2 separate regions of the Gossypium hirsutum genome follow, and region 2 is linked to region 1. Evidence: chromatin contacts called from public Hi-C data. All regions are on one chromosome and are shown on one strand. Each heading gives the region's core, a stretch centred on a gene start, on an enhancer-like site or on the middle of the called end of the contact. The rest is flanking DNA. Distances are from core to core; before and after follow the strand shown.

The links. A called contact is a pair of places that touch in the nucleus more often than the background predicts.
Region 2: a contact with region 1 is called in a Hi-C map of seedling, with 2.2 times the contacts expected there. The contact joins the enhancer-like site here to the promoter of LOC107945403 in region 1. A contact is called at or near these places in 15 of 34 Hi-C or Micro-C datasets (anther, callus, cotyledon and 5 more).

What each region holds. Positions count from the first base shown.
Region 1 is chrD12:30,514,889-30,522,106 of Gossypium_hirsutum_v2.1, reverse strand. LOC107945403 (ethylene-responsive transcription factor RAP2-10) reads right to left here and starts at 2,809. Exons shown (of 2, transcript XM_041107905.1): 1 at 1,732-2,809. The coding sequence starts at 2,414. The coding sequence ends at 1,896.
Region 2 is chrD12:30,604,873-30,612,090 of Gossypium_hirsutum_v2.1, reverse strand. No RefSeq gene overlaps it. Among protein-coding and RNA genes, the nearest start is that of LOC121224528, 8.3 kb to the left of the region's middle. Within about 2 kb of position 4,615, at least 2 of the 9 cell types and tissues checked have an H3K27ac peak or open chromatin away from gene starts, as enhancers often do. A contact at or near this core is called in cotyledon and fibers, where this site is marked.

The sequences.
Region 1 (7,218 bases), core at 1,560-4,059:
AATTTACCTGCCATGCATTAGTTGGGGTATATACTAAACCACCCTAGGAATCCCTTGGCTGGTTCAGGCTGCTTAACTTTGTTGTGTCTATTTTAGCTTACTGCAATTGGTTCGAAAACTCATTTGTATTTATCGTTTACTTTTTCAGTATGTCCAACTCAATGGTCCTCAATTTTGCAGAGTTTCAACAAAGTACATAAGATACTCAATGAAACCAACGGACCGGTAGTTGGGGATTTAGTGACAGCAGCTCCATTAGTCGTACGTGAAACAACCAACTTTTGCACACTTCGGTTTGACACTAAAGCTTGACTGCTTCCCCTTTTATATGTCATTCTTTTGGTATGATAGGAAAGCATTAAGCTTCAAAGCTAAGATTTTCATCCAAATCCATATCGACCTACCACTAGAACTGGATTCAACATGTCACTTAAATATTACATAGCGCATTTCCTGTCATTTGAAGATCGGTATCATCACAAGAAGAGATGTTGTGAGAGCTGCCCTTAGATAAAGCTCGATAACTAAGGAAAAGCTTAACTCAAATGAAAAACAAATTGGAGAGAGAAGATGACACGTGCAGTACGTTTATTTTGTCCTGTGTTTTACCTTTTTCTCAAAATTTACTCCTGTATTTAGTATGGGATTTACATTATAGCCATACAACTCTTTCACCAGGGTCAACACGCAGTAATTAAGAAGAAATTCATGTCAATCCCTTAAATCCGCAGATTTGATAGACGGCTAATTGGCCAAATATCTACATCAAAAGAGGCCAATGGGCATTGAAGATTCTTAAGTTACTCTTAAACAAACAAGTTTCTTTCGGTGATTGGAAGAAAGTAGTTGTTAAGGAGGACGAAGAAGAAAACAAGTCAAAGCATAAAAATCGTATTGGTGTTTTTGGAAGGTCAAGGAGGGGCGAGATTTGACAACTAATGTAATAGATTATTATGGAAAAAAACCTTCCGCAACAGCCAAGTTGGACCGACCAAAACATCATCATCCATTTCCAGGAGGACGGCAATCGTTCTTTTCTTTTTATTATTATTTTTATTCTAGCTTCACGTGTCCCACATCCAGAGTGGAGAACCAGAAAAATACCTACCTCAAAATCTTATCACTCTACTAGTTATAGCATTAGTGGTTAGTATGGCCAATTTGCACCTAACTGCCCGAATGTGTAGGCCACTGCATTTTCCCTTTTTCATCTCTTCTTGTCCATTCCTAATATCTAATACTATCACAAAATATATATTTTTAAAAAAGATAATATTATATAAAACAAATAATTAACCTATAAATTATTTTTAAAAATAATTATATCTATTTCCTCACTTTATTTGCTTTTTTTTCCGGTGGGGAGTGATCTTTAGACTATATGTCGCTTCAACTTGCACATCTGGTCCCTCCACTCTCCCCGAAGAACAGGAGTGACACCAAAGTAATTATATATCTTTTTTACTGAATCACAGTGAAGAGGCTTCCTATATAAGCACAACCAAATTAATAATAAAAAAAAACCCTGTAAATGAAGTATAGAAATTAGAGGTTAGAGCCAAATATACAATTATCCTTTTTCTTTTTCTCCAGTGGTCAAATTTTTTACCACCGTCAAATCCCACCAATGAAAGAAAAACTGCCTAAATAGAAAAACCAAAAAGATTTTTCATTACGACTAATAATTAATACAAAAGGTTTCATCATTTTTTCAGCGTAACCTAGACTTACCTCCACTACAGTGTGCATGATAGGAATTGCCCCCGGTGCATTTTAGCAACCACCTCCCTTTTCCCCTTCCTTTTTTCCCTCGGGGTAGCCGCCAAAAGAGACGGAACAAAAATTACATCATAAAAGTTGGAGGGTCATGATTCAATCAATTTTTTTTTAACTTCCTATTTCCTTTCCCATTCACCATCTGAATCTTCCGGGTCGGGCATCTTGTTCAAGTCAACCCGATGTAAAAAACCGCCTGTACTTGGCTTCAACTCTTCGTCATAACCATGATTATAATTATGACCACGATGATTATGATGGTGGTGGTGGTGGTGAGCTGCCTCAAGAGCATCAACTCTAGCACCAACTTCAATAGCTTTTTTCCTTATAGTAGCCGCTGACAAATCCCCACCGAGAGAGCCGCCACCGGCGCTGCCAACTCTCTCTCCCGCCAAAAGGTCAGGAAAGTTCAACCTCGCCGACGGTCCACGCAGGTAAAAAACCGCCGTGTCATAAGCTCGAGCCGCCGCAACAGGTGTTGAATAAGACCCTAACCAAATCCTCGACCGTTTATTGGGTTCCCTAATCTCAGCCACCCATTTCCCCCACTTCCTCATCCTTATCCCTTTGTAAGGCCTCTCCGCCGTGGACTTCCTCGAACTCTCCCTTGAAGCAACAACTCCTGTTCCATTCTCCATGCCTTGCAAATTATTGGAGAAATCCTATGTTCCTCAACTCTGGGTTGTGTAGTCGGGAGGCTTGGGTTTTTATTAGAACAGGGGAAGAAAGCTGGAACTATGAAGGGGGAGGAGAAGAATGGAGAGTTGGAGATGACATAGTTAGTTTGGTTGTGTCGTGTTTGAAATGTAATGTTTTTCCGACACAACAAAGTTATATGTTAGAACAAACAAAGAAAGGCAGAGAGAAAGAGAAGGAAAAAAAACTATAAAAGAGAAGATCCAAATTCACCGACACAAATCTATGTGGAGTAAGGGAATTTTGTTATAAATACAACATACACAATATTATTATTCTTAGTAATTGTTATAACTGGGGGAAAAAGGGAAACGGGGCGTGGACTTGGATGCTTTAAAGCATGGCATGTTGGGGTTGTCATTGGCATATAAATATGAATTTTATTGTCTTCCATCTTCTTTTATTATCTTTGATTTCAAACTTATTTTACACCTAATTTATTGTTTAAATATTAGTTTATGATTTTGTTTTCTTATTGCGATGCTTTCAAAATAGAATTTATTAATCTCATTTCTTTCATATTAAAATAGAGAGATGAAACCGGTGTCCTTAGGTGTTTGTTTAGCTAAGATTTCACACTACAGTATACTTTAATCATTAATTAAAGAATACATAAAAAAAACTTGATCACGCAAACAATTAAGTGATTAGGAAGGCGGTGATGGAGGGATTGGAGGAATTGTCGTTTTGTGGGCAAGTGAAGTGAATTTCAAAGGGTTTTAAAAAGGAAATTACTTTTTCGTTTTCTCAACCTTTTTTAATTAATCAATAATTAAACTCAATTTCATGATAATGATTCTATCTTTGTTTGTTTTGCCATCTTTTTATTATAATAATTTTGTTTTTAAAGGAGTGAGTAGGCGAGCAAGAGCTAAGAGATAGGGTAGGTCGGTGTTCGGTCGGTGGATAGATACCGTTAGGAATTGACTTTCTCTCCACGCAATGGGTGGATGGGCTTTTTTGTCTTTCTACTTTTTAGTTTATAAACTTTTTTTAGCACGTTTGTTAAAATTTATAGCTTTCATTGTTAATTGGAGTTTTTTAGAATTCTGAAACATAGAAATAAATAATTGACGGGTGGAACGCGGATGTCTTGAACATACTGAACTTGTAGTTGTAATCAGTGGGTTTTTAATTTCACATTTTAACTGTTTGAAGGTGTATTTATATTTGTATTGTCAACTAAAATGTTTAATATCGAATTTTCATTTATATCAGTTTTGGTTTTAATTTTTATGCAAGCCATAAGCATTTATTGTTGGTAAAGAAGTTAAAGAAATCTCTCTACCACGGGCTGAGTTAGAGCGAGCTGTGAAGAATGTAGAGAATAAGGATCCATTACTTGTGAATAGTGATGACTTGGAAATGGAGGAGGCAATCTTTAAGGAGAAGTTTATGGCAAATGCACATGGAGACAATAAGACAGAAGGGGTTCTTGGATGATAATGAGATAGCTCTACATGAAGATGATGTGCATATCTCAACGGATGACCCTTATCTAGATATTTGCTTTTCTAAAAGAGTTCATGGTCTAACTGATCAGAGTATGCACCAAATGCTTATTGTTCGTTTTCTTGGCTGAACAATTGGGTATCGGGCACTTGAGAACATAATTAAAAGCCTTTGGGAAGTTGTTGGTGAATTCAAAATTGTCAATCTGGATAATAATTATTTCCTTGTGAAGTTTGCCAACCAAAAGGTCTTGGTGGGAGGATCTTGGATGGTCTATGGACATTATCTTATTGTTCAGCCATGGAGCCACGAGTTTTCTACAAAAGTGTCACATCTATCGAAAATTGTTGCTTAGATTCATTTACCAAGACTCCCATATATGTACTATGGGCTTAATGAGGGCAATTGCTAAGGTTATTAGTAAGGTGGTTAAAATAGACTACAATATACAAATTTTGGTAATTGGGGGTGCTTTATGAGGATTGTTTTTGTGATCGACTTGAACAACCCTATTGTCTTCTTTATTGGGGTTGATAGGGTTTAAGAAATATATTGAATATGAGGAACTTCCAACAATTTGCCATAGGTGTGGGAGATTCGACCAATTTAAAGAGAATTACTCCTTGAGTGATAATGTTGAGTAAAGTATGTTAGGATCTTGTACCTTGAGTGTAGTTTATTCGTTATTTATGCTTGTAATTTTTTTAATAGATTGATTTAAATAAAATTCCATTATTCACATTAATCTTATTTGTACTTGTCCTCAACAATTTTTTCATGCAAAGCAAAATATAAGCAAATATTGACTCATTGATTACCTAGTGTTTAACTAATACTAAGTTGCATAATGGTTGGATTGTAATGTGAGAAGACAACTTGAATTAGTAGGTAATCTAAAAGGTCCACAGTCTTATGAATCGAAATTAAGCAAATTGATTAAAAGGCTATTATGTTGTCTATCAAGTCCAAATAGGGAGATACCTTGTCTTGGGTATTAGAGTGGTTTCCTCTTCTAAGATAGAGACAAAAATGTGATTGTTCGAATTGACAACACATCGGACAAAATCCAAGTTGAATTAATCCTAGATTCATTTATGGATTAATTTACTTCTGACATTCATAGTGTGGCTTACCTCAATCTTGAGTAAGCAATAGGCTATGTGTAACACCCTCAACTCGACCCGATTTACCGAGTTCGGATCTCGAGTGTTACTAGGCGGTGCAAAACATTTAGTAAAAAAAAGTTTATTATTTCTTTTTTAAGATTGTTATTTGAAGTCCATAAGAAAATCTCAACATTTTTAAAAATTTGAAATGGAGTACATGATAAACATTTGATTACAACTCATCTGATTCAAATCTCTACAAGTTAGGGAATTATTTAAGATAGACTTAAAAAAAATTTTAAAGTTGCACCACCAGTCTTTTATATGCATTATAGCCCAATTCGCCACTAGCTTGGCGTACTTTTGGTGTTGTCCCTCCAGGAAAATCTACTTCTCAACAAACATGAAAAAAAGTAATAACCTCGTAAGTACAGAAGTATTTAGTGAGTTCATTGATAGTACCTTGGCGGAGTATTGTAATACTTTAGGACTTTCCATGGTTCAACTTCTACTCTTTGCAATTTGCTATGGCTGATATCGTAAGGTCTTATTCTTCATGTACACGCCAATTATCACATCCCTGTTATACTTAATCTTTTGTACTTAATTAGCAGGAGGGCCCTTCTCGTTATTTCATGGTTTTCTAGCCCAAATATACTTTTGTAAGAGAATACCCTTAGAAACCACTTCCATCAATCCATAACTCAACTCATGTTCTTCTTCCAATTAATTTCTTACTTTCATTGTCTTGGGCGAACACATACATATGTCGAATACTTACATAGTTTTTCATACTATTGATTCTTACTCAAATATGCCCTGATTCATTTAAGTTCTTATACCTGTACTGGTAATTCACTGCGAGCAACATCCAAGTGAACTCCATATCATGCTATAACATAATCTCATAATTCAAAACAACATTGACTTAGATTCAGAATAAATTTAAAAGATGTGATAACCTTTACTTTTGATACTTACAGATCATTATAAGAAACACCCTTCTTGACTTATAGATATACCTCTCATTTTCATGGAAATCCCTTAAGACTTTATTCAAATCTTATTCCAAAGCTTTTGTCAAAAAAAAAACTCTTATTCCAAGCATATAAATACCTTATATAGGTTATACATATTACAGAACTACTAGAACTTACTAATATCTTTCCATAGAGACAGACATTTAGATTCATAGCTTACCAGATATTCTTGACAGTTCATGCCACAATAACTTAGCAAAATACACCATACAAGCAATCAGAGAGAACACACCACTAAGGAGATCCACTTAAAGTTCACTACAAATTCTATTATTTTATATTATGCCACAAAGGCATTCCTTTAATATTACGCCACAAAGGCTTTTCTTTCATTTTGCGCCATAAAGGCTTTTCTTTCATATTATGCCATATGCTTTTCTTTTATATTACACCACAAAGGTTTTTCTTATCTGATGTGTTTATGATATGGATTTGCCTAAACTCACGTTATGTGAGGATTGCCCATCATCATCTTGGGACACGCAGAGAACCGCATTGGGTAATCACCATCCTTTAGTTCCTTTCAGAAGGTGCCATGGCCATGGGCTTTTTCTTCAAGATTCATATTAGAGATCGTGTTTTTAGTCCCAACGGATCCCTTTAGACTCTACCACGGTGAACAGACACAGACTCACTTGACTAACTCTTAATGCATTAGCGCCATTTAAGACTTCATACTTTTATCCATTAACAACACCCGACTATCTCACATTTAATCAATATATTCCATTTGTAATCATACAATCATACATCATCATTAGAATACTTATGACATACTTAACTTGTTAGATTCCATGCGGACTACGCATGCAAGACCTAACAAACATTCATACAATAGTATGACCTTCATATTATACTTTTATGATGTTGGTTTCATAGTTCATCCAATTTTCATAGAAATATCTAGCATAAATGGTATACATGCATGAGTCAGTTCAGGGACTCACCTAACAACCATTGATAACAACTAGGACTCTAGATTCATCATCTAACCAGAAATCGCAATAACCACTGCTTATAAAACATGTGAACACCATCAAAATTCATTCTCAAACTTTTACCATCATCTGAAACCCAGATAACCACCATGCAAAGCCTTTAGTTCATCTTACTGCTCACACACATAAAAGCAGACTTACTCTTTCAGA
Region 2 (7,218 bases), core at 3,366-5,865, 88 kb before region 1:
AAAATTACCAAACTTAATAGAATTAGAATTAGAGAGTGAATGATATATATAATTAAAGCTTATCAAGTCTATTTTTTCATGAAAGAAACGGTGTAGGCAAAGGAATTTTATATTTTGAGATATTTGAATTTTAGTGAGACAGGGTTAGAATGATTTTTGAAGTCCTCTATTCTGACTTTAGAAATTCATTAAAAATTGTACAGAAAGAATTATGGGTCATCATTTATATGTATAGATTCCTTAGTGAGTATGTTTTCAAAAGAATCAAACAATAACATTATATGAATTCTGTACAATGAGATAATTGATTTTTAGTGACAAGAGCTCAGAACTGTTGCGCAGTGAAACAAGGGAGAATTTAACGAATAAACTATACTAATTGGCCAAGCCAAAAAATTTGGAAATTTTATGGTAAGAAGGTATATGAGCCTAGTTTCATATAAAAATTACAAATCTAAATTTTGAGTTTCGTAACTCGAGTTATAATTAAATTAGTGACAGTCGCGTAGTTGGATAGTTTTTTTGGGAATAGTGAAATTAATTTTAAAAGCAAATTTTTGTGTTCCGAACTACTAAGTTAAGTCAGATAACGCCTCGTACTTGACTCTGACAACGATCTCGAGTAAGGGGGTGTTACACTACATGAGAAATGTCAAAAGTGATTATATGTGTTAAATTTGAAAATGGTCATATGACATGCATGGGATGGGTTTTCTAAAAGGTGGAAGTTATGTGGTAGTTTAACTACGATAATGTGGCCATTATCGGCAATTATATGGTGGCTTGTCCACAATGTGTTATGTAGCCGTTAATCAACATTTTTGTGGTGGCTTGTCCACAAATGGTGTGTTATTGGATGGACGAGTTCTGGGGAACTCGATATTGGTGTGTAGCAGAGATGGGTAAGAAATTCTTCAAAATGTGCATTGTTTAATGAGCATGTCTCGATATATTCATGTATGTGTGTTAATGATGATATGATATTCCTGTAAAAATGGTTTACATATATGGAATTGGATGTGTGTATTTGATGTGTGAAACACATGTTATATATATAAAAATTATGTATTGATCTTACACTGAGCTTTTAAAGATTGGGCCGTAACGTCTAGGCCCAGTTTTAGGGTTTACATGATAGTTGATTTTGAGTATCGAAGTGAGATAATCACCCACGATCAGATTTGATATATTTTACTCTTTGATTTCTCATGTTTTATTTATTTCTTTGATTTCTTTTATTATTGTTATTAGTATTGATCACCAAAACCTTCTTTTTATTTATCGTAATATAATCCATTTAAAGTATTAATTAGATCCCTTTATGTTTAGATTAGAATTAATTTAGTGCTCGCCTCCCTTGGGTACAATCCTTGGAGTACTCACCTACACTATTGTAATTATGTTACAACATGACCTGTATATTTGCGAATACCGTCTTTTATATCTTGTCTGCAGGATTTTTTCTCTAGATGTTGGTATATCCTGAGGTGGTCAAATTGTTTGCGTTGTTGCTGGGGAGGCAACGTCACTATATTGATTGTAATTTTTGCATATTAATAGAATAATTAGAAAATATTCAGATTATAGATACGATTTTAGCTTATTTGATTATTTATTAACATTACTAACATTTTCTCATTCGCAAGAAATCCTTGTGAACATTCTTGTCCAAGATACCCGCAACAATAACCACTGGAATTAGTTTGGTATAAGTTATGGATAAATTTGATTATATGTGGTTGGATGAGAAATTAGATTATGATAATGACATTTATAAGGAAGGAGTCTATGAAGAATATGAGGAGATCCAAAAGAACTAGCGATTAATGATGCTTGAACTAAGTGAACTTTAAGGAGGAAATCCAATCTGTTTGCATGAAGATGACACTAATATCAATAAAAATTCAATGGATCATTAGTACAAGAAAAATGGAAAATCAAACGAAGCGAAGAACTGAACTGAACTGAACACACTTGTGAGGAAAGGGGACCCTCAAACAGTCGACTAATCCTGAGTATGGAAGAGTATCTGAGTGGATTAGGAGAAATAACGTCACAAGAAGTTATCAAACCAGTTGAGGACATGGTGTCCAAAAAAAGGATCAATCAGGAGTTGGATTCACCTTCCCAACGATAATAGGTTTTAGTGATGAGAACAGCATACGAGTACCAGAAATTACGGATCTATCTCGACGATTAGAGATAATAATATTCACTGTTAACCTAGCGGAAAAATACCTGAAGTCCTTGAACCTTGTGAAAAAGAGCAAGGGAAAACATGTGAATATGGGGGATACATTTAATTTGAATATCTTTTCAAGATATTGATATTTAATCAAACACCTTAAAAGTTCAGTGATTCAGGAATTTTTCAACAATTGACAAAAGTTAGAAAAATACTTATGGATAGGACTTATGCTTACAAGGTTGGCATCAAACAAACAGAACTACTGACAAGCGTGGAACCAAGGCCGAAGGAACCACAGATCACTTGGTTACTAAAAAAATCACCTAGTAGACTTATAACCCAATGTGCAGAAAAAGTTAAAAATTTTTAGAACCAGAACTCAAGTTATGTGGTACATAATGACATTCTAATCGAGACATGCAAGATACCTTCCATAACATTATTTCTGTTAAATGCATTATTTAAAAATGTTATGCAACAACAATCGTCAAATCTATTGTGGAATAAAGACTATAAAATAGGTCAAGGTGGTTGCATTACTATTTGAATTTAAAAGTGACTATTTGCTATGGTCTGCGGAAAGAATAGTTAGTGATCAGTGCAGGTCAAAAGGGTAAATTTAGAGAGTGAGATAAACAAAAAAAAATAGAATGGCGTGATGGGTTCTGGACCAATACGAATAGAAACAAAATATGAGGAATGCCCAAGTTCATATTTACCGAGATGACAGATGAGTCTGCCAGCAAGACCTAATCTTTTGATCTAATCTTAACCTATTGTACAATATTATATATTTCATTAACCGATTAATCAAAAGTTTATAGAAAAATCAACAACAGATCTAACATGTGTTTGGAGAACTTTGAAAATCGAAATATCTAGAAGAATAAGAGCTAGTTTCGCAACACAACACATTTGTGTTGCAACACCGCATCCAAAACTAAAGAATCAAAGAAATCACTTCGACGTCACGACTTAACCTTCTTGTGTCGCGACACGAAAGATATACTACTTTGGTTTTCAAAATTTTAGAGTATGTCGCAACACCGAACCCCGTTGTTGCGATGTTGGAACATTAACAACAACTTCGATTCATGGAACCCCTATGTTGCGACATCGTTGTAAAGTTCTATAGGGTTGACTTGACCCATCCGCGCAACCCTACGACTTAATTCTTACTTTACCCAAATTTTAACCTTAAAAACCCTTAATTTTCACTCAAAAACACTTTTACTCACCTTCCAAATCCTATTCTCAATTCAAACCCTAAACCTCTTAATCCTCCAATGTGATTTCTAAGCCTATACTTGAGAAAAACATCATCAAACACTTAGTGGAGAAGCTGAAACGGTTGCAAGGAGGATGATTTAAGTGTATCTATACTCGTTTTATTGTTCCATTAATTATTGATTATTTTTCTTTGATTGCTTAAAAATTAAATATTAGAAAATGCCACCTAAAAGAAGTAAGAAAGCTTCAGTATGAGAAACTCTGGTAGTTTCGGACCCTACAAAATTCAAAAACCCAAATACTGAATAATAATTTCTCGTGTTACAAGGTAGACCATTCATTTAAAAGCAAGGGTTTGAACCCTCAATGGTTTTGTATAACAAAATTTAGAGTCTAGTTAAATACCATTGTTTGGAGTAATTTTGTATAACCCCCAAGGAAAATGTAGTAATCTCAATAGTACAAGAATTTTATGCTTCTTTTAGAGACCAGGAAATAAGAAAAAGATAAATTTGGGACACGGTAATGGTGACAGGAGAAGAGGTGTCTATTACCGCTAGGTAGATATGTGAGTTCTATAATGTACCTTACTATAGCAAATACTTCCTTGATAACACTAATTTAGATTACTTTAAGGATATAGAAATGGAGGACGTCGTTAAATACTTAACCTAGGGTAGAAGTAGATGGAATTATAGGCAGGATATGACCTTGCCAACTAACTTTAATCAAGCAATAATATTCTCGGTAACAAAAATGTCGATGCAGTTCATAGGCACTAGAATTGCATCCGCATTAAATGTTTTTAACATTAATACTTTCTGAGCTACTCTATTGCGTGGCATTTTGCTACAGAAGTAGATATGTGTGGGAAGATGGATCTACCGTGAAATTAGGATTTGTGCGCACAGCCAAAAAGCTGGAATATTTTTTCCCCACTTGGTGATAGAACGGTGTCAAAGGGTAGAAGTTCCAGTGGACGAGAATGAACAATTTATGAATCCAACAAGAAGCATAAGTGGAGATTTATTGTATGCGCAATACGTCGAAGAAACAAAATATGAACTGGAATTAGAGGAGGAAAGATGATATAGAGGTTCCGATTTCACTTAAGTAGAAAGAGAAGTCGGAAGCTCGAAGATGAGCAACCAGGAGCCTAGACGAAAAACTTTATGGGATGATCAGGTGAATGTAGGAAATAGGCCTGGTACTCCAAGAATTTGCCCGACTAAATGGGTTAAAAGCTCTCAATTATTGGCCGGACATGTTTAGCCAAACACAGACACATCATGAAGGTGAAGATGAGGAGGTAACTTAAGAGAATGAGAGTGAAGAAGACCTTCTAATAGAAGATGATGACTATGAGACGACATTCCAGCCGCAATATTCTACACCAAAAGGGCCTGTCATTAGAAGTCTAACTCCCCAAGCACCTTCGACGAGTGGGGGCTCTTACACAAGATATGGAATGGGATATGGGAAGGCACCAATAGATAGGAGGCATTCGTCTCATTTTAATGATTCTGATGAGCATTGAAACTAAATTTTAGTTTTCTGGGATTGTATAAATTGTTGGATGTTTTTTAATTTTTAATTTGTTAGGAGTAGGAGTAATAGTAAATTGTTATTTTTCTGTTGCAAATATATATATATATAAGAACCTCACTTGGAAGTAGAACAACAGTTTTGAGCTTGTAAGCATAAGAGGAGCCACCCACCAATAACCAATGGGATTACCACGAAGAATTGGGTAACTTATTTCCTTATCTTTTACACGGCTATATATTGAGGACAATGTGTTATCTAAAGTGTGGGTGGTAACATAGAAAATTTATTTTAAATTTTTATGCATTTCTTTGATTTTTCTTGTCAATTGTGTCCTTGAGCTTTTAGAAATTCAAGTGATTGGTTAGAAGCATGTACATAGGTTGATTGTATTTACGGTAAATATTGCATGATGATAGGTGATTTAAAATTTTTTTATTAGACTATTAAGTTTTATATATTACACTGTAAATAAGCATCAAGTAATTTAATGTACCAAATGACATAAAGAATACAAGGAAACAAGCATGCTAGTTAGAATGATAAATTGTCGAATTTATGATTGTTTGGTTGACTAAATTTGTGAATATTGAGATACCTAGGGATGACTTAAGTCATTGTTTGGTATACACCCAGAGCAAAAAAACTAACCCTATTTATTCATCTTTAGTACCTATTTTGAGCCAGAAAACCCTTCTTGATAAACCTATATACAAAACCTAAGCTAAAATGATAATTGTGCTGACCTATTTCTTTGGTCTTGAATTGCATGATTATAGACGTCTGACAATAAATATTGAGGGATAAGTAGATACATTACGGTGGTTTTTAAAAATAAAGCAATAAGAAATATTAGTAGAGAATAGTGATTATAAGTTAGCTCAAAGTGCAAAAAGAAAAGAAATCAAAAAGAAAATTTAACGAGTAGAAAAAATACGTGAAAAGTAAAAGCAGTTGTGAGTGAAGTACAGTGAAAAAGAAAGAAAAAGTGATAAAGTCATAGTTACAGAAAAACTCAGCCACTATTGCACAAAAAATCGTAAGTGAGCCATAGTTAATATATGATACTGAGATTTCCTATAAGGAGATAAAAGGAAGGTGAGAGAAGAAGAAATAAGGCGGTGAGCAAGAAAGGGTCACTAAGGGGGAAAATATGAGACAATATGATGTGCCAAACTATTTTCGTGCTTGAAACTATGTGATGTTTACTATTCTTGAAATCCATACCTGCCCTAAGCATCAAAACATTACAACCCGAAAAGCCCTATGTGATATAGGTAGACTTATTCACAATTTGAAATTATACTGAATAGTTGCATTTATAACTGTTTGTGTTCTGCTAGGATAATCAAATTGCTTGAATAATTTATTGATGGATTCCTACACTTGAGACCCTTAATGCTTTTATGCTTTTTAATATACTGAACTTAAGTGTTTGATATTAAAAGTGGTAAGTCAGCTAATTATCATGTCAAGATTATGTGTGAATATGAATTGCTTATTCAAGGGCTCCAAAGCTAGCACTAGTACCATACTTGTTCAAGGATCGTCTTTTCATTTACTATTTTTATTTGTGTTTCTTGAGGACAAGAAATGACATAAGTATGGGGGAGTTTGATATGTTGTAATTCGATGTCGCAGATTAAACTACCTTCCGCACTTTAGGAGCTTGAACATAAGCATTTTAGTTAATTTTTAAATACATTTTCATAAATTTAGTTTAGTTCAATAAAGTGTGTAATTTGAGTTGTTTATTGGCCTTAGGGGCTGAATGAGACCTAAGGGTGAGCTAATATACTTTTTGAGCATGCAGGATACCATTAGAAGTCGTGCTAACTCGATACTGGTCGCTATGTTGCAACATGAAGGATTGGATGTCAGAACATAGGACCTGGTGTGTCGCGGCATCGCCTCTGTACAAGAAATAATTACGAGCTACGAGCGTTTTGGTATGCACATTTAAATGTTAAGCACAAGGATGAAAATTGACCTAGGGTTAAGGACGAAGGCCCCCCTAAAGTCTATAAATAGGCTCATTTAACACCTGTTATAAACACCCTTTCATATTGTATAATTTTCTCTTTAGATTTATTCTTTAGTTTTTCTATTCTCTTAAGCTTAAGTTTTATTTTAGTTCCTATTATTAACTTCTTTAGGGAAATCAGATTTGTGAAATACCATCAAACTTTGTGAGGATTCTACAATTAAACTCTAATATAAATCAGGCTTCTTCTAAACTCTATTCTCTTGAATTA